Linked DNA regions of Callithrix jacchus: region 2 is linked to region 1. Evidence: chromatin contacts called from public Hi-C data. All regions are on one chromosome and are shown on one strand. The core of a region is the stretch at or near the end of the contact, and the rest is flanking DNA. Distances in the headings are between cores, read along the strand shown.

Region 1 (5,621 bases), core at 1,190-3,689:
TTCGCTGTCCCTAAAGTCCCTTCCAAATCTAAGCCCTATGCTCCTTTTCTCTTTTGGCAAAATAAGCATTTGAGGAAATCTGGCTATCTCAAGAACCCCTACTGATCTCCTAATGCATACTTCCAGGCCTCCACCATCCCTGGAATTGTGGATGCATCTGGGTAAGGCAAGCAGCCCTTTGCTTTCTCCAAGGGGCAAGAGGGACAAGGAAGGCACTGGTGGGAGGTTCGGGTTGAGAGGCCTCTCCACCAGGGCAATGAGTTGTCCTGTCCCTTTCTGCTGAGTCACCTCTGAAGGCCTTGGGCAATTGTGCCAACCAGAACCACAGAAATGGCTGCTGACTCAGAGCTAACAGAGTGGTCCAGGGAAGCCCCAGTGGAATGAGTCAAGGTCAGGCCCTCACAGCCCCACTCTTCTCAAGCCAGCATAGACTCCCTCTGATCTCCCTGGAGCCTCAGACTGTCAGAAGAGCATGTCTCAGAACACCGGAGGTGAAAGGAACCTGAGACACCATGTCATAAACCCTGCTCACCAACCTCCCTATCCTGTGACCTCTCAGGCTGGCTGTGTTTTTGTTTTCCAGCAACTCTGATAAATCACATTGTTTGGGTGGTCCAGCTCTGTCTCTGCGCTGACCTTAAAATTAAGGTTCACTTTGTCCCTGAACCCTGTGGGTCCAACTCCCTCAAGACTCCTCCAGGCTACCTTTATCGTCCATTTTCGAGGTAGTGTCATCTACCAGCAAGAGCTCTGAGCCATAAATCAAGAAACCAGGGCTTCCTGCTTCTGTCCTCCGATCAGACAGAAATGGAGCATTCAGCAAGTCATATCATCCCTTTGGAAGTCATCAGGGTTTTACTGTATTTTCCCCAGAGTCTCTTCCAGTACTAACAGGACAGGATCAGATTATCCTAAAAGCCCTCTTCAATTCTGAAGTCAGTCATCCTCTACCAGAGTTCCTGCCAACAGCCAGGCTGGCTCTGCCGGAGATAACCATGGCTTGTGACTGCTGTGCCTCTCCTCCCAGGAAGGTACAGAATCCACAGCCTCAGGAATGCCAGGCATTCTGCCAAGGGCGCCCTCCCTTTTCTCCGTCTGGTTTCTCAGTCTCTCTCTTCCCAATCTAGACTAGACTGTCACCTCTACTCACCAATCCCATGGAGGAGTCAGGGGTGGGACGGAGGAGAGACAGAAATGGAACTGTGACTCTATTCCTCATCCATGTGGCAGGTCCGTCATTCCTCTTCCAGTCGGGCCTGCCTCACCAGACCAGCACTCGGGTCAGTCTGTATGTGAGTGGGGAGGGATTCCTGCCTATCCAGTGACCCTGCTCAGTGGGTGGATGTCACCTCTGTCCCGAGCACCTGAAGCACCCAGGGGCCCCCACCTACCTGCTTCAGTTCTCCGAGGCTTCCATGTAAGGCCACCTCCCCCACCTCAGGACTGGCCCCACTTTACCAAGGACTGCTTATCCCCAGGATGTTTTTGGCACCTTCCGGACCACAAAAGTTCTCCTTGTAAGAGAACAAACCACCCCAGGTTGCCTTTTGACACATCTATTTTAGGGACTGTTGGCATCTTATGTTTCCCCTAAAAAAACTCAACCATCTTTTTTCTCTCATCCAGTAAGAAAAGTCTTCTTTTTATTTTTCACATGGGTTTATGTACCCGCCTCACCTTTTCAGGAAGAGGCTCAGTGCAAGCATCTGTGTTATAAACTAGCTTCCTACACTGCCCCTGCCCCTGCGTGGACTTAGCCTTCCTAAGACTGGGCTCCTTTTCTCCTGGGCATGTGCTTGGCTGCTGGAGAGAAAGGCCTATTGTTCTTGATGTGCCCAGTACACTTTGCCAGGCAACACGCTGGGTGTTCCTCCCAGGAGGTAGAAAACTGCCTCCCGGAGATCGGATCATTTTATGCTTTGTGTTTTGTGTCTGGCCTTTCCTTCTTCACCGTACCTCCTGCCCGAGAGCTCATACTGCACGTATTTCTTTCTGTTCCCTTTGCACAGTGAATTGCCTCTTGTATGCCTTTTGATGTGACTGCTCAGCTCCTGCATATTCCAAAGGAGGAATTGAGCGTCTCGTCTCTCCCACCTAGAGGCTCATGCGTGTGGTCAGGAAGAGAGCGAACAAAGGCGTGCTTGGCCCCGAGGGAGGCTGGGGTGAGGCTCGGGCGTGGAATGCAGGGTCTCTTCTACCCTGAGGTGGAACGTAGAGAGGTGCTTCGGGGTCTGCGGGGCTCCCCAGCGATGATTTGGGGCGCTCATGGAGGAGCTCAGCTGGGCAACATTATGAGAATAGGTTTTGCTTCTTGGTCCCTGTCCCATCTGCTTAGAGTATCCGGGCTGTCTGGGGCTCCGAGGGAGGAGCATTGCAGCAGGAGCTAGGAGATTCTGGTCCGCCTGCCTCTGCCACTGTGTGACCCTGCATGACACTGACCCTCCCAGGGGGAGCCTCCCTTTCCTGGCCCTTGAGTGGGGCAATAACTCCTGCCCCACCCGCTGGCTTTCTGGGCCTCATGTGGTGAGGCGCAAACACAACACGCTCTGAGGAACCGCCGTGAGAAGCAAGAGCTCTTTGTGAGTCAGAGGTGGTGGCTGTTGCTGTCTTTCCCCACTGTTTACCAGCCACCTCCCACCCCATTTCCCGTGAGCATCGAGTGACCTCATGCTACCCCCTCGTGGCCAAAATGCGCTTCATCATGCATTGCTGTGAAACTAAATTACAGTTCTATTAAAACCGTAAGGAAAAATAAATAATGAAAGTAATTAATAATAATGAATATATAGTCATGAACTCAGACGGGAATACATTCACTTTTCATCAATACAGCCATAAAATATCATTTTAATACTTTTTGATGGAGGAAAATGGCGCATGAAAAAAAAGTGCTTAATGTGGGCCCAGACCCAAGGTGAGTGTGGCGCCGAGGGCGCCCTTCCCCGCTGCCAACCAGCTGCTGGCGGCGCCTGTGTGCCTGCAGGGAGGCCTGCCCGAGGCCCGACGGCAGCCGCTAGCTGAAGCTCCCCTAAAAGGGCCCATTTGTCCCCAACATTATGGGGCCCGGATGAGGAGCAGGTAAGAAAGCGCTTGGCTGCTCTTCCTCAGCTCTTTAAAATCTTTTCAGGTCCCTCAAGATTACAAAACACTTTAATAGCTATCTTTTCCTTCACTGAGATAGGACCGATTGTCTTAAGAGAAATTAGAGCTCCCACATATTGAAAAATAAGTGGGCAGTAACTGCCGTGTTTCCTCATTACAGTCTCCTTCCTCAGACGCAACCTCACCAACCACTCGCCACAGCCCTGAAGCAGAACTATCCTCGTTTTCAGACAAGGAACTTGGGATCTGACAGGTCATATGCTGGTTAGATGGAGCAACAGCTTGAACCAGGGATTCTGATTTCAAACCCCTCACTTTTTTCTTTTTTTTTTAAGGGTCAGGGTCTGTCACTTTGTTACCCGGGCTAGCGTGCAGTTGTGTGATCACAGCTCACAGCAGCCTCACACTCCTGGGCTCAAGCAATCCTACCACCTCAGCCTCCAGAGTAGCTGGGACCACAGTCATGAGCCACCATGCCTGGCTGTTTTTATTTTTAGTAGAGACAGGGATTCACGATGTTGCCCAGGCTGGGTCGAACTCCTGAGTTCAAGCAGTCTGTCTGCTTTGGCCTCCCAAAGTGCTGGCATTACAGGCATGAGCCACCACGTCTGGCCACCTCACTCCTTTTACTACCTCAAGGGCTTGGCGTTGAATACTGGGTGAGCCCCAGCCCTGCAGAATGAGAACAGTCTATATGGAGAGCAGGAAATGCTGAAAAAAATGTATCAAGGCTTTTCGTTCCACACCTGTAGAATAAATCTAGTCAACAGTCATCCTCTAGTCATGATGAATAATCTCTTGGAAACTCATGCCCTTGGACCTGGATAACTGCTTTCCTTTTCCCTTCTCCTCTGGCAGAGATTCTTTCAGAATATTCATCTCTCCAGATGTCTTCTTTACTCCCTTGACAGCCTGTGCTCAGGCTTCTGAGGAGCTTTCTTTCAGATGTGGCTTCCTGGCATGGTAACTGGGATGCAGTCTTGCCCTCTGTGTCCCTCCTTCTCTCCCTGAGAAGGCAGGATCATGGACATTTAGAGACTCACTGCCAGACTGAGAATTTTGTCGACTTAGTGCCAAGTATTGTCCTGCTTTGATGAAACCAATGAGCACAACACTGAAGAGCTTGTGAGGATCTGACAGTGGAGAAAGGGCAGGTGGACAGGCACAGAAGCCTAGGGCACCCCAGAAGGCAGCTGGACACCCCCTCTAAAATGCTGCTGGTTGTAGTACTGGGTAGAGAAGGGCTTCCAACACTCACAGTGCAGTGAAGTGACACACAGGCTCACGTTCTTACCAAGGAGGACCTGAGCCAGTGTGCAGAAAGCCTTCTTCCCGATCTTCCATGTCTGGGGTACTAAGTGAGATCATGCTTGGGTTCTCACACTGTCTGGGAAAGCTCATGTTTCATAAACATGGCTTGTGTACCAGTCCCTGGCATTTTTGTATACATCCTCTCATAAACGTGGAAAATCCTCTGAGGTAAGGATTTGTTGCCCTGTTTTGCATATTAGTACATTGAGGCTCAGAGAGGTTAACAGACTTGCTCAAGATCACAAAGCTAATTAGGAGATTCAGGGCATGATGTGAGCTCCAGAAAATGTTACACCCTTGAAACTATGGTTTGCCTGACCAAGGACACCTCTGGACACTTTTCTGCTTTGGGGCAGAAGGGAGTCCCTTGCATCACATTACGTGAGTGTATATGATCATTCCATTGATTGCATTTATAAATTGAGTGATCAGGTAACTTGGTTATGCATGGATATGCCTGCACCCAGAGTTGGCCATTGTGCTGGTTTTCTGCCCACTTCGTCCACCACACACAAAGGCCAAGTCATGATTGTGTCAGTCCCTATGGTCTCATCCTTCTGTCTGCCACAGATGTCTGAGCAGCTGTGGGGCAACTGACCAAGAACAGAGAGAACGGAAGCTTTGGAGCCAGGCAGGCTTGGATTTAAATTCTACCTCTGCCATATTTTCAGGAAAAACTACCCGTATTCTAGGATGGGCATAGGGACAAAGAAAGGCAGGAAAGAAGTTAGTGTCGGAATCATGGGCCCTCATCCTAGTTCTGAGAAGAGGAGGGCGCAGGCACCAGGGCCACTGCCCAATGCCACCAGCCCTCTTCAGAACAGTCGAGACCCACTGCTGGTCACTGTCAACCCTCTTGTATGAGGATATAATTTCTGGGGTCCAAAGAAGACTCAGGTGGTTTCCCAAATTCTCTCCCACACACTGGTCTAAAACTCTTTTAAGGCCCTGGCCATAAGCTAAATGTAACCATCCCTGGAAGGTTTATAATGGGAGAGAAGCAGTCTGGAGTTCAGGGGAGCACTTGCTGTGGAGCATGGTGGAATCCAGTCTTTACACACGAGCAATAATCCTCTGTCTTCTCATCTCTGACATATAACAGCTAATACTACAGTAAGAATAGCTAACATTTCCCTCTAGGGATTCAAAATGCTTTCTGTACATAAGTCAACCACTTTAATGCTCACAACAGCCCAATTCCCATTTTG
Region 2 (5,621 bases), core at 1,815-4,314, 620 kb before region 1:
CGGCTGTGACAGGCCCAAGGCTGCTGCCACATGAAAAGCTGATCCAAGAGAAATAGCTTCACCCTGAAACTTCTTGAAGGCTATAACATTTGCTTTTCTAATGCTGGAGTCCATGAAAGGTCATGATTACTGGTAGCAATTGAAAACCACATGCACTGTTTAAGAGAAAGATAATAGAAACCACATGTAATCATGGGTGTTTCAGTCAATGATGGACCACATATATGTAGGTGGCCCCATAAGATTATAATGGAGCTGAAAAATTACTATTGACTAGTGATATAGCTGTCCTAAGGTCCTAATGCAATGAATTACTTATGTGTTTGTGGTGATGCTGGTATAAACAAGCCTACTGCACTGCCAGTAATATAAAAGTCTACACAATAATTATGTACAGTACATAATATTTGATAATGATAATAAATGACCATGTTACTGGTTTATATATTTACCATACTATAATTTTAATCTTTACTTTAGAATGTTCTCTTTCTACTTACTAGGAAAAAAAAGTTAACTGTAAAACAGTCTCATGCAGGCCCTTTAGGAGGTATTCCCGAAAGAGGAATTATTATCACAGATGATGGCTCCTTGGGTGTTACTGCCCCTGAAGATTTTCCGGAGGAACAAGAAGTGGAGGTGGAACACAGGGAATTACTTTAGGAGCAGACAATACCTTTGGGGAATCTCAAATGATAAGCAGATATTAGCGAGGCAAAAAGAAAGGGGAAGGCAAAAGGACATTTCAGGCAAAAGAACAGCTTGAGCAGTGTGCTCCAGAAGGAAGGGAGAGAGAGAGGAGAAAAGCAGCATGATGCTTGGGGATGGAGAGGATTTAAAGACAGGTGAGTGCTTCTGAAGCAAAGTTCAAGGTAGGGAGCCATGAAACTGCAGAGGTAAGCTAGAAAATAAGGTTTGCCAGGGTAAGAATTAAGAACCTCATCTTACAGGACAATGATTCAGTCAGGCACTAGCTAGGGAAGTGACATGATCAGATTTTTGCTTAGAGAAACCTTTACTGGCTGGATGAGAGCTGTATGAGGGAAATATAAGGGGACAATTCAAGCAAGGGAGGAAAACCAGTTATGCAGGAGAGAGATGGTGAGGGCGTGAGTGAGGGCAGCAGTGACTAAGGTAGAGAAGACAGCTGACCCAAAGCGATCATTGTCAAACTAAGCCCTGTATCCACACAATGAAATACTCTTCAGCAACAAAAAGAAATGGTATATTGGTACATGCTGCAATATGGAAAAACCTAGAAAAAATATGCTAAGTGAAAATCAGAACAAACAACCACCTATTGTATGATTCCATTTAGATGAAATGTCCAGAAAAGACCAATCTGAAGACAAAACGTAGATCAGTGTTTGCCTTCAACTTGAGGTAGGGATCTTATTAGGGTGACAGAAATGTTATAAAACTGGATTAAAATGAAGGTTGCACATTAAAAATGGTGGTTGGTAAACTTATAAAAATTATTTAATGTACACTTAAAATGGGTAAATTTTTGATGGGTAAATTTACCTCAATAAAGTTGGTTTAAAAAAAAAAGCATGGTCCCAGATGAGCAGTATCAGCATAAGCATTACCTGGGAGTGTGTTAAAAAATGCACAGACCGCACCCCAGACCTTCTGAATCAGAAACTCAGGAGTGAGCCACGACAATGGATGTTTCACAGGCCCTCTGAATGATTCTGATGCATACCAAAGTTTGAAAACCACTTGATTAGAGGAATATTTAGGAGGAATAATCAACTGGACTTAGCAGTTAAAAGGAAAAAGAGGGTCAGAAAAGGACAGTTCTTAAAGATTACTCCCAGGTTTCCAGATTGGGAAGCCACATTGCTGGTGATGCCCCCAAGTGCAATTGGGAATGCAAGAGGGCCAGGCATCATAGCAAGAAGTTTGCAGAGCCTGTGAGGCATCTAGCAGCGAGGCTTAGCAGACACTGCATCTAAAAGTCTGCAGCAACACTAACTTTCAGGCAGCTAAGGACTCAGAAGTCCACTGTAACCACCAGGAGGCTCCTGGTGACCTTGGCTTCTGGACAGAGCAAGAAAGTGACTGGAATGTGAAGAAGGTCAGTAAGGGAATCTGAACTGACCTTTTAGAAGTTAAGAGGGGAAGAAGGTTGGGGCAGTATCTAGGCAGGTATAAAGGGTCAGAGGAAGCTTATTTTAGAATGGGAGAAATTTTAGCATGTTTTGTTGACATGCTAAAATGTATATATTTTCTATATACATTAGGACAGGGTCATCCACTGTAAGGGACAGGGGTTGATTAGATGGTTTAATAGTACAGGTTTAAGGTCATTTCAGGAAAAGAAAGGAGATGACCAAGGCCAAGAGTAAGGCTGGCCAAGCTGACTGAAGCCCAGCTGGGAGAGAAGATGTGAATGCATACAGGCACCAGACCATGAATTGTAAGATTCTCTCCAGCATGCTCAGCTGCCCACAAGTAGGAGCAAGTAGAAGCCAAAAACACAGATGCAGTACTGATGGGAATTGCTAAGGAAGCAGAGGAAGTGAGAGGTATAAGGGTTTGTAAGAGAGTAATTTAGATAATCAACACAGGATGAATCTTGGGTTAGGAAGAAAGGGAGGTCCAGGGAGTGCTGCCAGGTAGGTGGGAACGAAGGAACCAGAAAATCAGAGTCTACAAGGACTACAAGCAACAGATGAGGAAAAGTGAGACCATGAATACAATGGGAAGACAGGAGGTTGTGGGCCAACGTAGAAACAGGAATCCAGCCATCTGGTGGTGAGCAGTGTTAGCTGTTTTCAGAAATAACAGGAATAACAATGTGTTTCTAGGGTTGGTAGCTGGATTGAATCCCCAGTGTGGTGACAGGGTTTTATGTGGAAAGCAAAAAGGCCTTCAGCTCTGAGCATTGAGTGTTAACTAAGAGACATATAGTGCGCTAGGAATTGGAAAACCAGTGGAGAAGCAAGAAAGACAGTACTGCATCTGTGTTTTCTGCTTCTACTTGAGGGCAGCTGAGCATGCTGGAGAGAATCTTACAATCCATGGTCCAGTGCCTCTATGCATTCCCATCTCCCCTCCCAGCTGGACTTTCACAGATTCTGTCAAATCTACACAACAGGGAGTGCTGCTCAGGTTTTTAACCCTAGAAAGCACTGTACATCCTCCACAAAAGGAGTTAATAAATTTTGGCTGCAACAAACAGCTGTACCTGGTGTTTATAAGCTAATCAATGATGGGAAGTGCTTTGATAACCTGACCCAGTTTCCTCTTTTCCCAGCGTGGTGCCTAAGAAATGAAGGTGTGAGTTCTGTGCTCCTGGGATCATCCACTCCTGAACAACTCATTGAAAACCTTGGTGCCATTCAGGCAAGTATTGCAGACCCTTCCAACAAACACCAGGGAATTTAATGGTGCCTTTGAGGCTATTTCCAGGCAGTGTCCCATCTCTCCCTTTATCCTTCTGGATGGGGCAAGTGTAGGGGGAACAAAGGCAACAGAACACTTTCCCAGTACAAGGATCCAGGGTTGTTCTCTGCCTATTAACAGGAAGTGTTCCCAAAGCTCATTCTCAGGATGGTTTGTTTCTGTGGAAAAGTACATTCCAATGTTATGCCTGGCAACTTACTTCCCAGCCCTCACCATAAAGCCTGCCTGATAACTTGCTTGGAAATTTAAATCATAGGAAACTATACATACATCGTTTACTCATCTGTTCTTTCCACAAATATTGCCCAACTACTGTATGCTGAGCCCCTTCTTTCTGTTCTCCTTTTCTGACCATCTTGTAGTCCCCCTCCCATGATACCTTTTATGATAATGTAATGTAGTATAACTTCCTATCTCTACTGATAGACTGCAAGTCCTCTGAGGTCAGAGACCTTATGTCTTTCTTGCTTCTCCACTGGTTTTCCAGTTCCTAGGTACTTACTATATATGTCCCTTAGTTAAACACTCAAGATCTATTGAATGAATACTTGGGATGTTTTAAGAGAAATGAGCTCAAAATTCTATTTTGGACTTCCAGGATCAAAGCTCCCTAGAAGCAAATTTAGGAGGCCCATCCCCATTCCCTATCCTGAGCATAGCCGTAGGGCACTACATGGGGCCTGCAGCCATATTCTGAGGAGCCTGTAGTAGCAGTGGGTGGGGTGAAAAGGATGTTTCTAGGAGCTCTAAGGAGAGGGGTGGGGCTTAGTATCCATTGTGACCACCTCCTTTCCCCAAAGGCCACAACTAGTCCTGAGTCTGTCCTACTCTCAACCCTACTAAAAACCCTAAGAATGATCCTCCCCACAATTCTTGCCATAGCCACTACCTGCTAAAACAAGAAAGGTTGTCTATTTTTCTCCTGCTCACTGAGGAAAGGAACTGTCACAGCTTCTTCCCTATCCACCTGTCCCTGCAACAAGCACATAGCCCTGTTACCATTCCCAGAAGGAAAGAGGTGGAGGTAGGGAAAAACATGATTTAAAATCCTTTTTTAAAATAGCCCAGAACACACTGTGGAATAAATGGTATAGAACCCCTATCCACTCCCCCAGCCTTCTTAGGGCTGTGTAGCCATGTAATCACCTTTGCCTCTCTGCTTCCAACAACTGCCATATCCAACCCATAACTCCTCCTGGATTCTGTTTCCTGTACCTGCACGAGGAATTCTCCCTCTTATAAACGCCACCTCTTCCCTGTTATTTTCATTTATGCTCTGGGAAAAGATAAGGGTACACAGTGATGAGGGGATAGAACAGTTTGTACAAAAAAGGACTGAAATTCAATCCAATGATTTCAGTTTCACTAATGTTTATGGAGCACTTATTCTATGCCTGGCACCATACTAGGCTGTGAGGCGACTGAGATGAGTAAAAACAGGACCCAGCCTTCAAAAAGCTCATATGCTGCTGAGAACAGTGAATTAATTAAACAATCTGTCCTTTCATTCATTCAACAAATCTTTGAGAGCCAGTATACCAGGTACTAGAGATACCACAGGAAAGAAGAAAAACATTGTCAAACCTTCAAGGGGATTTTTACATTCCAGTAGGAGAGACAGATAAATATACAAAATGATTTCAGGTTGTGAAAAGGACTATTAAGTAAATAAATGTTTATTTAACTGAGGCTCAGAAATGGGTGAGCCTATGTTAAATGTCTTTGTAAAAAGCCCCTCTGGAATGTTTATTCAGAGGGCTTCACATACCTTCATTTTTTACATGCCTTGACAACTATTCACATGCCTTCACACAGCATGAGAAGAGTCCAGGAAAGTGCATTTCAGGGACAGAGAAGAGCAGTGCAAAGGCCCTGAGATGGGAAGGACCTTGGCTTTTCCCAGGAACTGCCAGCCTAAGGCCAATGCGGTCAACATGTAGTTGGGCACAGGGGATAGCAGATGCACTGACTTGGAAAGACAGGCAGGGCCAGATCTTGCAGGACACCATGGGGTTAGGTCATGCTACATGTAACAAGTCCTTGTGGAGGGTTTTAAGAGGAGGGACATGCTACTATTTGAATGTCTGAAGGTCACTTTGGCTGCTGTGTGCAAGGCAGAATGAAGGGCGGGGGCAGTCGTCCAGGCAAGAGGGGATGGTGGCTTGGACAAGGGTAGTGGCCCTGGAGGTGGAGGGAAGTGGATGGATTCT

What was found. Hi-C and Micro-C count contacts between places; a contact is called where the count stands out from the background.
Region 2: a Hi-C map of skeletal muscle shows a contact between it and region 1, with 3 times the contacts expected there. The contact joins two enhancer-like sites. A contact is called at or near these places in 2 of 3 Hi-C or Micro-C datasets (induced pluripotent stem cells and skeletal muscle).

Annotation. Positions count from the first base shown.
Region 1 is chr17:28,407,294-28,412,914 of calJac240_pri, reverse strand. No RefSeq gene overlaps it. Among named protein-coding and RNA genes, the nearest start is that of CCNL1, 31 kb to the right of the region's middle. Within about 2 kb of position 2,439, at least 13 of the 16 cell types and tissues checked have an H3K27ac peak or open chromatin away from gene starts, as enhancers often do. A contact at or near this core is called in skeletal muscle, where this site is marked.
Region 2 is chr17:29,023,649-29,029,269 of calJac240_pri, reverse strand. It overlaps KCNAB1 (potassium voltage-gated channel subfamily A regulatory beta subunit 1), which reads left to right. Exons shown (of 14, transcript XM_035278146.3): 13 at 3,263-3,351. Among named protein-coding and RNA genes, the nearest start is that of SSR3, 24 kb to the right of the region's middle. Within about 2 kb of position 3,064, at least 2 of the 16 cell types and tissues checked have an H3K27ac peak or open chromatin away from gene starts, as enhancers often do. A contact at or near this core is called in skeletal muscle, where this site is marked.